Linked DNA regions of Zea mays: region 2 is linked to region 1. Evidence: chromatin contacts called from public Hi-C data. All regions are on one chromosome and are shown on one strand. Each heading gives the region's core, a stretch centred on a gene start, on an enhancer-like site or on the middle of the called end of the contact. The rest is flanking DNA. Distances are from core to core; before and after follow the strand shown. Region 1 holds the start of LOC103636116 (cinnamoyl-CoA reductase 1). Region 2 holds the start of LOC100193870 (MAG2-interacting protein 2).

What was found. A called contact is a pair of places that touch in the nucleus more often than the background predicts.
Region 2: a Hi-C map of leaf shows a contact between it and region 1, with 2.7 times the contacts expected there. The contact joins the promoter of LOC100193870 here to the promoter of LOC103636116 in region 1. A contact is called at or near these places in 18 of 25 Hi-C or Micro-C datasets (bundle sheath, ear, endosperm and 6 more) and 2 of 3 datasets of contacts at active chromatin or transcription factors (leaf and seedling).

What each region holds. Positions count from the first base shown.
Region 1 is chr8:150,017,265-150,023,046 of Zm-B73-REFERENCE-NAM-5.0, forward strand. It overlaps LOC103636116 (cinnamoyl-CoA reductase 1), which reads right to left and starts at 3,138. Exons shown (of 5, transcript NM_001301557.1): 1 at 2,862-3,138; 2 at 1,665-1,843. The coding sequence starts at 3,108.
Region 2 is chr8:150,194,403-150,199,552 of Zm-B73-REFERENCE-NAM-5.0, forward strand. It overlaps LOC100193870 (MAG2-interacting protein 2), which reads left to right and starts at 3,278. Exons shown (of 11, transcript NM_001359312.1): 1 at 3,278-3,744; 2 at 4,117-4,201; 3 at 4,299-4,487. The coding sequence starts at 3,664.

The DNA.
Region 1 (5,782 bases), core at 1,888-4,387:
TCCATTAGTATCTATTAGCAAGAGAAAGGATAGCCAGCAGTCTGCTAAATCAGCATGCAACAATTAAAATATCCAAATAAGGCCACGGGTGTGGCAGAAGTAGCCCATCTTGGACCGACTGTCTCCAGCAACTTACCTATTCTATCGTCTATCATATCTTGTATTTTAAATTTCACTATGTAAACAATACAGTCAGTAATATAAAACAGTGTTTTTATGACCATATGCATGATCTACTGGAGACAACCTAGATTATGAGAGGTTTCAATATTTGGGACTCAATAATCAGCATGCTCCACACAGCTTATCCTCAATTCGTATGACTTCCATATTCTGATATCACTATGAATTCTTCATTTCAATTGTCTCTCTTCACTTTTCTTCAGTTTTTTCTTAATTCCTTTTATTTCCTTGCCTTCCCCGTACAGAGAAATTTCTTCAGAAGACATAGGAATCGTGTGCCGGATTGTGTGAGGCATCATCCGATCCATATTGAAACCCGGATATCGAAACCTCTCATTTGGATCCAGCAGCAACTAATAGTCCATACAGTAGTAGTTAACATAAACTAGCTAAAATATTGTTTGCTACCTATGGTTGTTGCTTGGATCCAAGACCTAAGGTGGGCGGATTGATGATTTTATCTACAACACCCTTCACATTTTAGAGCATGTAGCTAGATGTGTACAGGACGGTCGAAGCGTCTTTTCGCGATCTATTAGGGCTTGTTCGGTTATTCCCAATATACATGAATTGGATGAGATTGGAAAAAATGAGAAGAAGTTTGACTTGTTTGGAATTCAAACTCATCCAATCCCACTCAATCCACATGGATTGAGAGCTAACCGAACAAGCCCTTAGCTGGGTTAAGCGACATCTAGTGAGATGGTTGCTCGATGCGGACTATTAGTTTGACTTTGTCATAGCAAAAAAATTTAGCAACCGCTCCCTCCACTTTAAAAAATAGGGTATCGTTTTGACATTTATAAATACACTACATCTATATCTAGATACAAGGTAAAAGTCATATATCTCAAAAAGTCAAAACAATTTTGCAAATTAGGATGAAGGGATTAACTATTAGATAGGTGGATACAAACATTGCCTTAGCTTAAGGTGTATCGGATCCACCCTCTTCAGGCTTCCAGTAAATGCAATTTTACACTTTGTCTAATTCACAGAAAATAATATACATCTATCTATTATTCTAAATAGATATGCTACAGGAATATATATATTCTACAGATAATCTAGTGACTTGTTTAGTATGATAAAAAAAAGATACCGACTCCTTAAAGTTCAACTAAATTAAAGATACGTAGCCTGCCCCCCATGCTATAGATTGTATTCTTTCTTCAAGCAGTGAGTAAAGAAAGAAAGGACAATGTCTTACTCGCGGTAGGTTTAACGACTGAACATCAACAACAACAGCCTGACAAGCCAACGGTTGAGCAGCAGATTTCATGGATCATGTCTCCTTATCAGACTATCCTGCAATCCAGGTTCTATTACACATGCTACCATGCATGTCCCCAACACAGCCCGAACCTATTGACGCCACGTGACATGTCTAGTCCTAGTGTCGACGTGAGAGGTATGAGGCTAGAATTCATAGGAAAAAGGAAACGCTCCCAGTAAGAACGAAAGTTTGTTGTCGTCCTCACCGTGTAGCCGGACATGCCCCCGGGGTCGACGAAGGCGGAGGTGTGGAACACGCCGGCGCACCCGTCGAAGGCGCGGCGCAGGCCGTCCGGGTCCATCACGTTCGCCATCACCGTCGACACCCCCCCATCCCGGCCGTCCTCGCCGAACATCTCCATCTCCCGCAGCTTGTCCATGTCCTCTGCACGCCAAGACACGTACTTAGAGATCAAATAAACCGAAACGCTCGAAACCTGGGAGTGACCGGGGGGATTCGCTAGTGACGGACGACACGGCAGAACAGAGTCACTGTCAGCCCACGACGTGCGATAGCAAAGTTGTAGGCTGTGGTGGGGAGGTTTCAGAAACCTTAGCTAGACCCTCGCCACTGGCTCACCACGGTACCACTTGGAGTACTCTGTTCATCTACATGTTTGGCACTAGAGGACGACGACCAGTTTTATTACAAAGTCAAAGCGCAAGTTCTGGCGGGGACGGACGTGTGCTTCCCGTCTTTGCCGTGCAAGTTAGGTTGATCATAAGTTCGTTTCGTCCTTCGTCGTGTACTCGTGTTTCTCTCGGTCGTTTCAGCGGGTGCGTTGATCACAAAACAAACAAACAAAATAGAGTACCATCCAATCTTTTAGCAAACAAATGATAAAAGGGAAAGAGAGAAAAAGGTAGGCTCTGTTCTATTAGCCTTCGTCTGAAACGGAGCAAGAGGCCATTGTCAGCAAGGCAACTCATCATCGAGGGAAAGAATGAAGAGACGAGCCAGATGAAAACCTGGCCGGCGGCCTTTGCCCAACGCGAGAGAATGATAAGAACAAACGGGCTAACAGTAATAACGAGACAAGCGGGACCCCAATACTTTTCCTTCCTGTTTGTAGGCAGGCTTGCCTAAACACGTGAGAAGTCGAGGCGTTGGGACATGGACGCATGGTGCCGCGTGAACGAGCATGTCCGCTTCGTGCTTACCCATACTTTGTTTGATCCGGTGACCGCGCTTGCGGTCGACTGGTCGTGGACGATTCGCATCCAATCAGACGAGAGCGATCGCTTTCTGGGCTGAGATGGACGAGGATTTTTTTTTTCACGTATACCCCGTCCCTGCCACCGGGGCCGGGCCGGGCCGAGGGGCGCGCGCGAGAGCTTCAGAGCGAGCGAGAGAAGCAGCCGGGTAGGTTGGTGTGGGGGAGGACGGACGGGACGGCTGGTACCTTGCGTCTCCAGCGCGAGGCGGACGGTGTACCCGTGCCGGAGGAGGCGGTCGACGACGGCGAACCCGACGAAGGAGATGCCGCCAGTTACGCACACGGCGCGCGCCGCGGCCCCTCCGGCGTCACCCCGGGGAGCGCGCTTAGCGTCCGCGTGGCCCGCCGAGCGGCGCCACCCGCCCGCCAGGAGCGCGGCGCGCAGCTCGTCCACCTCCGCCTCAAGGCTCTGCGTGCTCCGAAGCACGCCCATGCCTGCCGGGCCTGCTCCCGCGCTGCTGCGGTAGTGCCTCTCGGTGTTGGTGGAGAGGGTATTCACGGCGAGTGGGGTGGGTAAAATAGCCACGTACTACACTACTAGGGCGAGCACCACTGGCTGAGCAGAGGAGAGGACTCGGCTGTCTTCGTCGCGCGACTGGGGTTGGGTAGGTAGGCTCGGTACTCTACCTTCACCGAGGCTTGTTTTTTGTCAGACGGAGCCTGGGCCTGCCGCCCGGGACATGGCCACATGGGTTGGGGTGGGGGGTAGCTGCGCTGGACGGCAGGCATCGCACGGGCGTTCCTGCCTGACGGTCCGTCTAGGTCTAGCCTTGGGTTCGGCTTCGGATCTTGTGAGAGTAATGTGCTCAACTCTTCTTGTCCTCCTCCGCTGCCTCCAACTTCTTCTTGGTGTTAATTTATTGCGCTGGAGCTGGTAGCGGAAGCAGCCACGCTATTGTATCGCAGGCCATTGATTTCGATGGTCCCTGTTTGATTATGAAGCTCAACAGTATACTAGCGCCTCATAGATAACCAGGCTCTATAACTGTCCGGATCCTGATCGAGACCGACGGAATATTTGATATCTTATATTATAACAGAGAGATAGATTATATGCACTACAGTAAACGCAGAAACGTCCGACGGCCAAAGCCGTCGGACATAAGGAATAAACCGTCGGAAATAGATTATTTCCGACGGTCAAGCCTTATCTCCGACGGCTTTAAGCCGTCGGAGATAACTCGTCGGAAATAGTGCTATGTCCGACGGCAGCCGTCGGACATAAGTTATCTCCGACGGCTGCCTATGCCCGTCGGAGATAACAAATCCCAACCGTTTTACCGGTCGGGATGTGGGTCCCACTGAATTAAGTCCGACGGCTCCCGCTAGGCCGTCGGAGATAAGCATTGCTTATGTCCGACGGTAGTTAATGCCGTCGGAAATAACAAAAGAGTTATGTCCGACGGCTACCATTAAGCCGTCGGACATAACAAATTACAGAATTTACACAAAATTCTGTTTTTTAAAAAATCTGACATTTACAAAACAAAAACAGATTCATGCACATATACAAATTCACATTCACAATCACAAATACACACATTCTAATAAGTATTCACAATCACAAATAGTCTCACATAAATATTAACATTCACAAATTTAACATCAACATATAGGTTCGACGGTTGTTGCAAACTGAAATTGTGTCTCACAAACAAGTGTTGCAAAGTGTTTCATAAAAAACATCACGACACATCAATCATATCCATCGTCTGGATGGTTCGAGTAGCCACCTCCTCCGGCTGGACTCTGCGTGTTGAAAATGGTGTTCACCCACGAATTTGTTGTGTCGTCCTGACCAAACCCATCTCCAGGTGCGGCAACTGAAGCGGGTGGTGTCTGAAATCCCTATAACACAAGCACATGAAATAGTAACCACTCAGTTGTTCATTTAAACACATAAGACATTTATGAACATGTCACACACGCATATGTGTACATACCATAGGGAATTGTGACGGAGGCGGAGACGGAGGTGGAGGCGCCAACATTGGCATTGGCAGTGCAAAGTCCGGAGGCGGCATCCCATATGTCGGCATCGGGACGCCCGCTTGTTGGGCTAGTTGCTACAAATTATATACAAGTCATTGTTGAACAAACAAGATACACATCAAGTGTTTTGCAAAATAAGCTACAAAATGTTACTTCAACTTACCGAGAGAAGAGCTTGATTTTGGGCCTGGAGGCTTGCATAATACTCGTCCCTCTTCTTCTGGTACTCGGCTTGTTGTCTCTGGTATTCAGATTGTTGCCTCTGGTACTCCAATTGTTCCCTCAAGACTGATTGATGGTACTCTGCCTGTTGACGCAACACTGCAAGCTCTATCTCATGGGCTGCTGATCGTGAACGGGACGACTGTGAAGACGACGATGTGGATTGTCGTCCACGGCGTCTCAGCTCTCTGGAATCAATCGTAGAATCAAAAATACCCAACCTACAAGAGTGAACCATGCACTTAGTATAGTAACTCATGGCTCAGTTGAATCGCAAGCATATGATGACAATTTTGAAAACCAAATCAAATAATCTCACCGTCCATGGGCTTGTCCTCCTGCGCTAGCATAGGCTGCCTGAGGGTCGATTGGCTGGCTCCTCCAATCGTACTCCTCCCCATGGCGTTGAACCATCTCCTGCCCATACGAAGCCTGGAGGCAAACAATATCAAATATAAGTGCATAACCCCTATGCCCTTGCAAACAATATCAACACACATAATAGAGTAACAATATCAACTCACTAGACGGTCGGTGGCCGTCTGAGTGCATAACACATCAGGATTCTGAGGATCAGAACCCCTATGCCCTTGCATATACACCTCCACATCCGTGGGCGTACGGCCGGATTTGACTTCCTGTACATAAAAGTTATAATGACACATTTCTATGTGATTCAAAGTTACGACAAACTGTGACTTACCATTCGCTTAGCCAAGCGCACATGACCATCACCGCCGTAGTTGTGGAACGACTCAGTCCCACGGTTTCCCCTGTTCCTTTCGGAAATGGCACGAAAGTCAGGGGAAGCCCACCATCTGCACAATGCCCGATAACCGTCTGATCGGGTGGCCATCCACGGCACCGACACCTACATGAAATTTTTTAAATAA
Region 2 (5,150 bases), core at 2,028-4,527, 180 kb after region 1:
TCCGGTGCGCCACCGGACAGCCAGGCGGGTCCACAAGACAGAGCTCCAACGGTCGAACCCTAACGGCCGGGTGACGTGGCTGGCGCACCGGACACTGTCCGGTGGCGTACCGGACTGTCCGGTGCGCCCGTCGACAGCAGCCTCCACCAAACGGCTAGTTTGGTGGTTGGGGTTATAAATACCCCCAACCACCCCCACATTCAAGTCATCCAAGTTTTCCACCTTCCAACTACTTACAAGAGCTCTAACATTCAATTCTAGACACACCCAAGTGATCAAATCCTCTTCCAACTCCACAAAAGCTTTAGTGTTAAGTGAGAGAGATTTGTTGTGTTCTTTTGAGCTCTTGCGCTTGGATTGCTTTCTTTCTCATTCTTTCTTGAGATCAAACTCACTTGTAATTGAGGCAAGAGACACCAATTGTGTGGTGGTCCTTGCGGGAAGTTTGGTTCCCAATTGATTTGAGAAGAGAAGCTCACTCGGTCCGAGGGATCGTTTGAGAGAGGGAAAGGGTTGAAAGAGACCCGGCCTTTGTGACCACCTCAACGGGGAGTAGGTTTGCGAGAACCGAACCTCGGTAAAACAAATCCGTGTGTCACACTCTTTATTCGCTTGCGATTTGTTTTACACTCTCTCTCTCGGACTCATTTATATTTCTAAAGCTAACCCGACTTGTAGTTGTGATTAACTTTGTAAATTTCAGTTTCGCCCTATTCACCCCCCCTCTAGGCGACTTTCACTTAGGCATGAGCTAAATATTCTTGATTCTAGTAATTTTTATTGATGTTTTGCATACATAGCTCATTGATATACCTTTGATCATATTTCTTTCATGTGCTATGACTAATGTGTTTTAAGTGAATTTCATGCTAAGTCATAGATTGAAAGGGAATTGGAGTCTTCGGCGAAGATAAAGGCTTCCACTCCACTCCATCGAAAATTACTCATCCTTCGCCGTCGCTCCGCGCCGCTCTCCAACTTTGGTATAAGCTTCACTCATATGTTATTTACCATAGGGAAAGAAAATAACTAAGGGCTTATATTTCACTCTAGTATCCGTTTTTGGCGATTCATGCCAAAGGGGGAGAAAGTATTAGCCCAAAGCAAAAGGACCGCACCACCACCAATTTCAAAATTTTGAGTTAAGAAAAGATTTTTCAATTTGGTATCTTACTTTTGATAGAATTTCAAATTAGTACAACCCTTTCAAAACTAATATATAAAACCCTCTTGAACACTAAGAGGAGGATTTTATTGAGGGGGAGTTTTGTTTAGTCAAAGGAAAAGCATTTGAAACAAGGGGAGAAAATTTCAAATCTCTAAAATGCTTCTCAAAATCTTACTCATTTACCTTTGACTATTTGCAAAAAGACTTTGAAAAGAATTTACAAAAGAACTTGCAAAAACAAAACATGTGGTGCAAGCGTGGTCCAAAATGTTAAAAATGAAGAAATCAATCCATGCATATCTTATGAAAATTTATTGGTTCAATTCTAAAGTAACCTTTGCACTTACATTCTGAAAACTAGTTCAATTATGCACTTCTATATTTGCTTTGGTTTGTGTTGGCATCAATCACCAAAAAGGGGGAGATTGAAAGGGAAATAGGCTTACACATTTTCCTAATTAATTTTGGTGGTTGAATTGCCCAACACAAATAATTGGACTAACTAGTTTGCTCTAGATTATGAGTTCTACAGGTGCCAAAGGTTCACATCAAACCAATATAAAGACCGAAAAAGGATTCAAATATAGAGAGCAAAAGTCAGCCGGAGTGTCCCCTGGTCTGGCGCACCGGACTGTCCGGTGCACCACCGAACAGCGTCCGGTGCACCATGGACTCCAACTCCGAACTGCTCACCTTCGGGAATTCTGGGAGCCAGTCCGCTATAATTCACCGGACTGTCCGGTGTAGCACCGGACAGTGTCCGGTGGCGCACCGGACTGTCCGATGTGCCAGCGGAGCAACGACTACTTCAGCGCCAACGGTCGCCTGCAACCGCATTAAATGCGCTACAGTGCGCGCAGAAGTCAGGCACGCGTCAGAAGGCGCACCGGACAGTCTACAGGACCTATCCGGTGCACCACCGGACTGTCCGGTGGCCCAGAAGACAAAAGCTCCAACGGTCAGAATCCAACGGCTGGGTGATGTGGCAGGCGCACCGGACAGTGTCCGGTGACGCACCGGACTGTCCGGTGCAACATACGACAGCAGCCTTCACCAAACGGCTAGTTTGGTGGTTGGGGCTATAAATACCCCCAACCACCCACCATTCATAGCATCCAAGTTTTCAGACTTCCTACACCTTACAAGAGCTATAGCATTCAATACAAGACACACCAAAGAGATCAAGTCCTCTCCCAAATCCAAAGATCATTCCCAATCAATTAGTGACTAGTGAGAGAGTGACTTGTGTTCATTTGAGTTCTTGCGCTTGGATTGCTTCTTTTTCTCATTCTTTCTTGTGATCAACTCAATTGTAACCGAGACAAGAGACATCAATTGTGTGGTGGTCCTTGCGGGAACTTTGTGTCCCGTTTGATTGAGAAGAGAAGCTCACTCGGTCTAAGTGACCGTTTGAGAGAGGAAAAGGGTTGAAAGAGACCCGGTCTTTGTGACCACCTCAATGGGGAGTAGGTTTCCAAGAACCGAACCTCGGTAAAACAAATCCTTGTGTCTCACTCTTTATTTTGCTTGCGATTTGTTTTTCGCCCTCTCTCTCGGACTCGTTCATATTTCTAACGCTAACCCGGCTTGTAGTTGTGCTTAAGTTTATAAATTTCCTATTCACCCCCCTCTAGACGACTTTCATATCATTTATATCTTCTTTCTCTCCAGCAACGTTCTCTATATCCATCATTTACAGTCTTGTCTAAAAGATTTCATCCTCTATATCTCCTTTCTTTCCAACAACGTATTCTAAATCACATTCCCTATACCCAAATACCTATATTAGAGACATTTTTATTTTTTAAATACGTATTTACCATACTTTCAAATGTATTGTATATATTTTAGTTTTGCTAAATCGTTTATTTAAAGTATTTAAATAAATAGAGAATAGTTTAGAGAAACTCTATATATAGAGAATCCAGCAGCGTCCAGCGTCAAAGACCGATTGAAACTTATATTTAGGGTACACGAGCGAACCTGGCTGGATGGAGCCTAACTAATCCCAGATCACGTCCGTACCAAACTAGCCCCCTTACCTCCGTGCACAGATGGTCCGCTGACGTGCAGGATAGAACCTAGTCTGGCCCCACACGTCAGCGGGGCAGGACTGCAGAGGACGCTTCCCCGCGCCGCCGCTCTTTCGTCCACTCACGCCGGACGCCCCCGCCCGCGGCACTGCGCCGGTGGTCTCCTGACCGCCCACCCCTGATCGGGGCCCCTCGCCGGAGCTCTCCACCTGCCAGCGCCGGTGCTCGAGCGTGCGGGCGAGAGAGAGAGATAGACGGCGCTCACTCGTTCTGGGGGATTTTCCCTTCGAGACAGGGCCAAAGGGTACCGGTTACCAAACGAAACCGCTCCGTCCTGTCCGTCGCCCCTCGGTCCCTCTCCCTTCGGTTCGACCAAAGTCACCAAACGTATCGCAAACAAGCTCCTCGACCCGAGTTCGAGCTCAACTCGGCGGAGATCTCCACTCTTCAGCAAGGCGCGGGATGCCGGCGATGGCACCGGAGGACGATGAAGCACTGTACGAGATCCACCGGCACGCGTCGGGATCCCACGTGATCCCTCATGTGAGTGCCCGCCCCCTCCCTCTCCCCCTCCTCGTCCTCCCATGCTTTCTCCCTCTCGTAATCCAATCGCGGGCGCGTTGTGCTTGGGAGAGATGCGAGGTGGGTCATCGTAGATTCGCGCTCTTCAATAATGTTCCCTTGATGTCCATTTCCCGAATTCTGTTTTCGGGTGAGGGTGTCGCCAGAGTTCATAGCAATAGCTCACAATGTTTTTTCCCCTTTTAGCCTGTCTATCTATATGTGTTCTTTTTGTTTCGTACAACGTGGCTGCGAGTTGTTCAATTTACCAAGTTTTTAGTAGTATTTTGGAAGCTAAATAGCTGTGAAATCTTGATGGTCATCTTCATAGTTATGTAATTCTTGCAAACACAGCAAGAAGAATACCAAGGTGCTGCGACAAGTTGTGGTAGCTCAGATGCTGGAGGAGGAGGTGTCCTCTCCTATCTCTCCTTGCAAGGTACAATTCCTTCGCTTCGAAACCTTCACAAATCCATCCATACAGGATGTGGCGCTGACCATTTGCTTCTTCATGCTACCACCAACCACCCTTGAAGGTGTGAGCAAACTTAAGGAAAAGTGGGATAGGTACAGGGTGCTGGGGAAGAGTAGGCAGAGGAAGAAGGGGGATGGCGTCGCACTGTTTGTCTCACCAAATGCAGAATATGTGTCTGTAACTGTTGGGAATCACATCATCATCTTGAGGAAAGCCGATGGCTATGCATCACCTTGTGGTGTTTACACAAGTGAGTGAGCGTCCTGCTTGTTCCTTCATCGCTTTGGTTCTTCTAGTGTTATTCATTGGTGTTTACTATTATGTGTATTAAGCGTGAAAGAAATTGTCTCTCAATTCGCATGCATATAGAGTATTAAGTTATATTTATTGGAATGAGTGAACCACATATTACTTGAACTTCGAAGTCCTTTCAGAAATGTGGCATATGAGACCATCATAATTTGCATTTAATTTAACAAAAAATGTTATATGTGGAAGATATCTTTATTTGGTCGTGACAATAGCATTTTATGCTGTGTATTTTTAATATGCACTGCTGACGCAGAAGTAAGGTTGTTGTGACTCCAGTTTTCTAGCTTACCTCTCCCTTTGTTCAGGAAAGAATACAATTCTAACATAGTACTGAGTCAAACCATTTGGAGTTTGACCAAGTTTATTATAATAAAAATATCAATATTTATAATACCAAATAAGTGTCATTTGATTTGCCATGAAATATATTGTTAGTATACATATTTTGTGCTGTAAATATTGATCTTTTTCTATAATCTTGGTCAAACTTTAGAAAGTTTGACTAAGGATAGAGAAAGAATTGCATGTTTTCCTGGACATAGGTACTTCACATATAAATTGTCTATGTTAAGGCTCCAAATTTATTTATCCAAATGTCCGG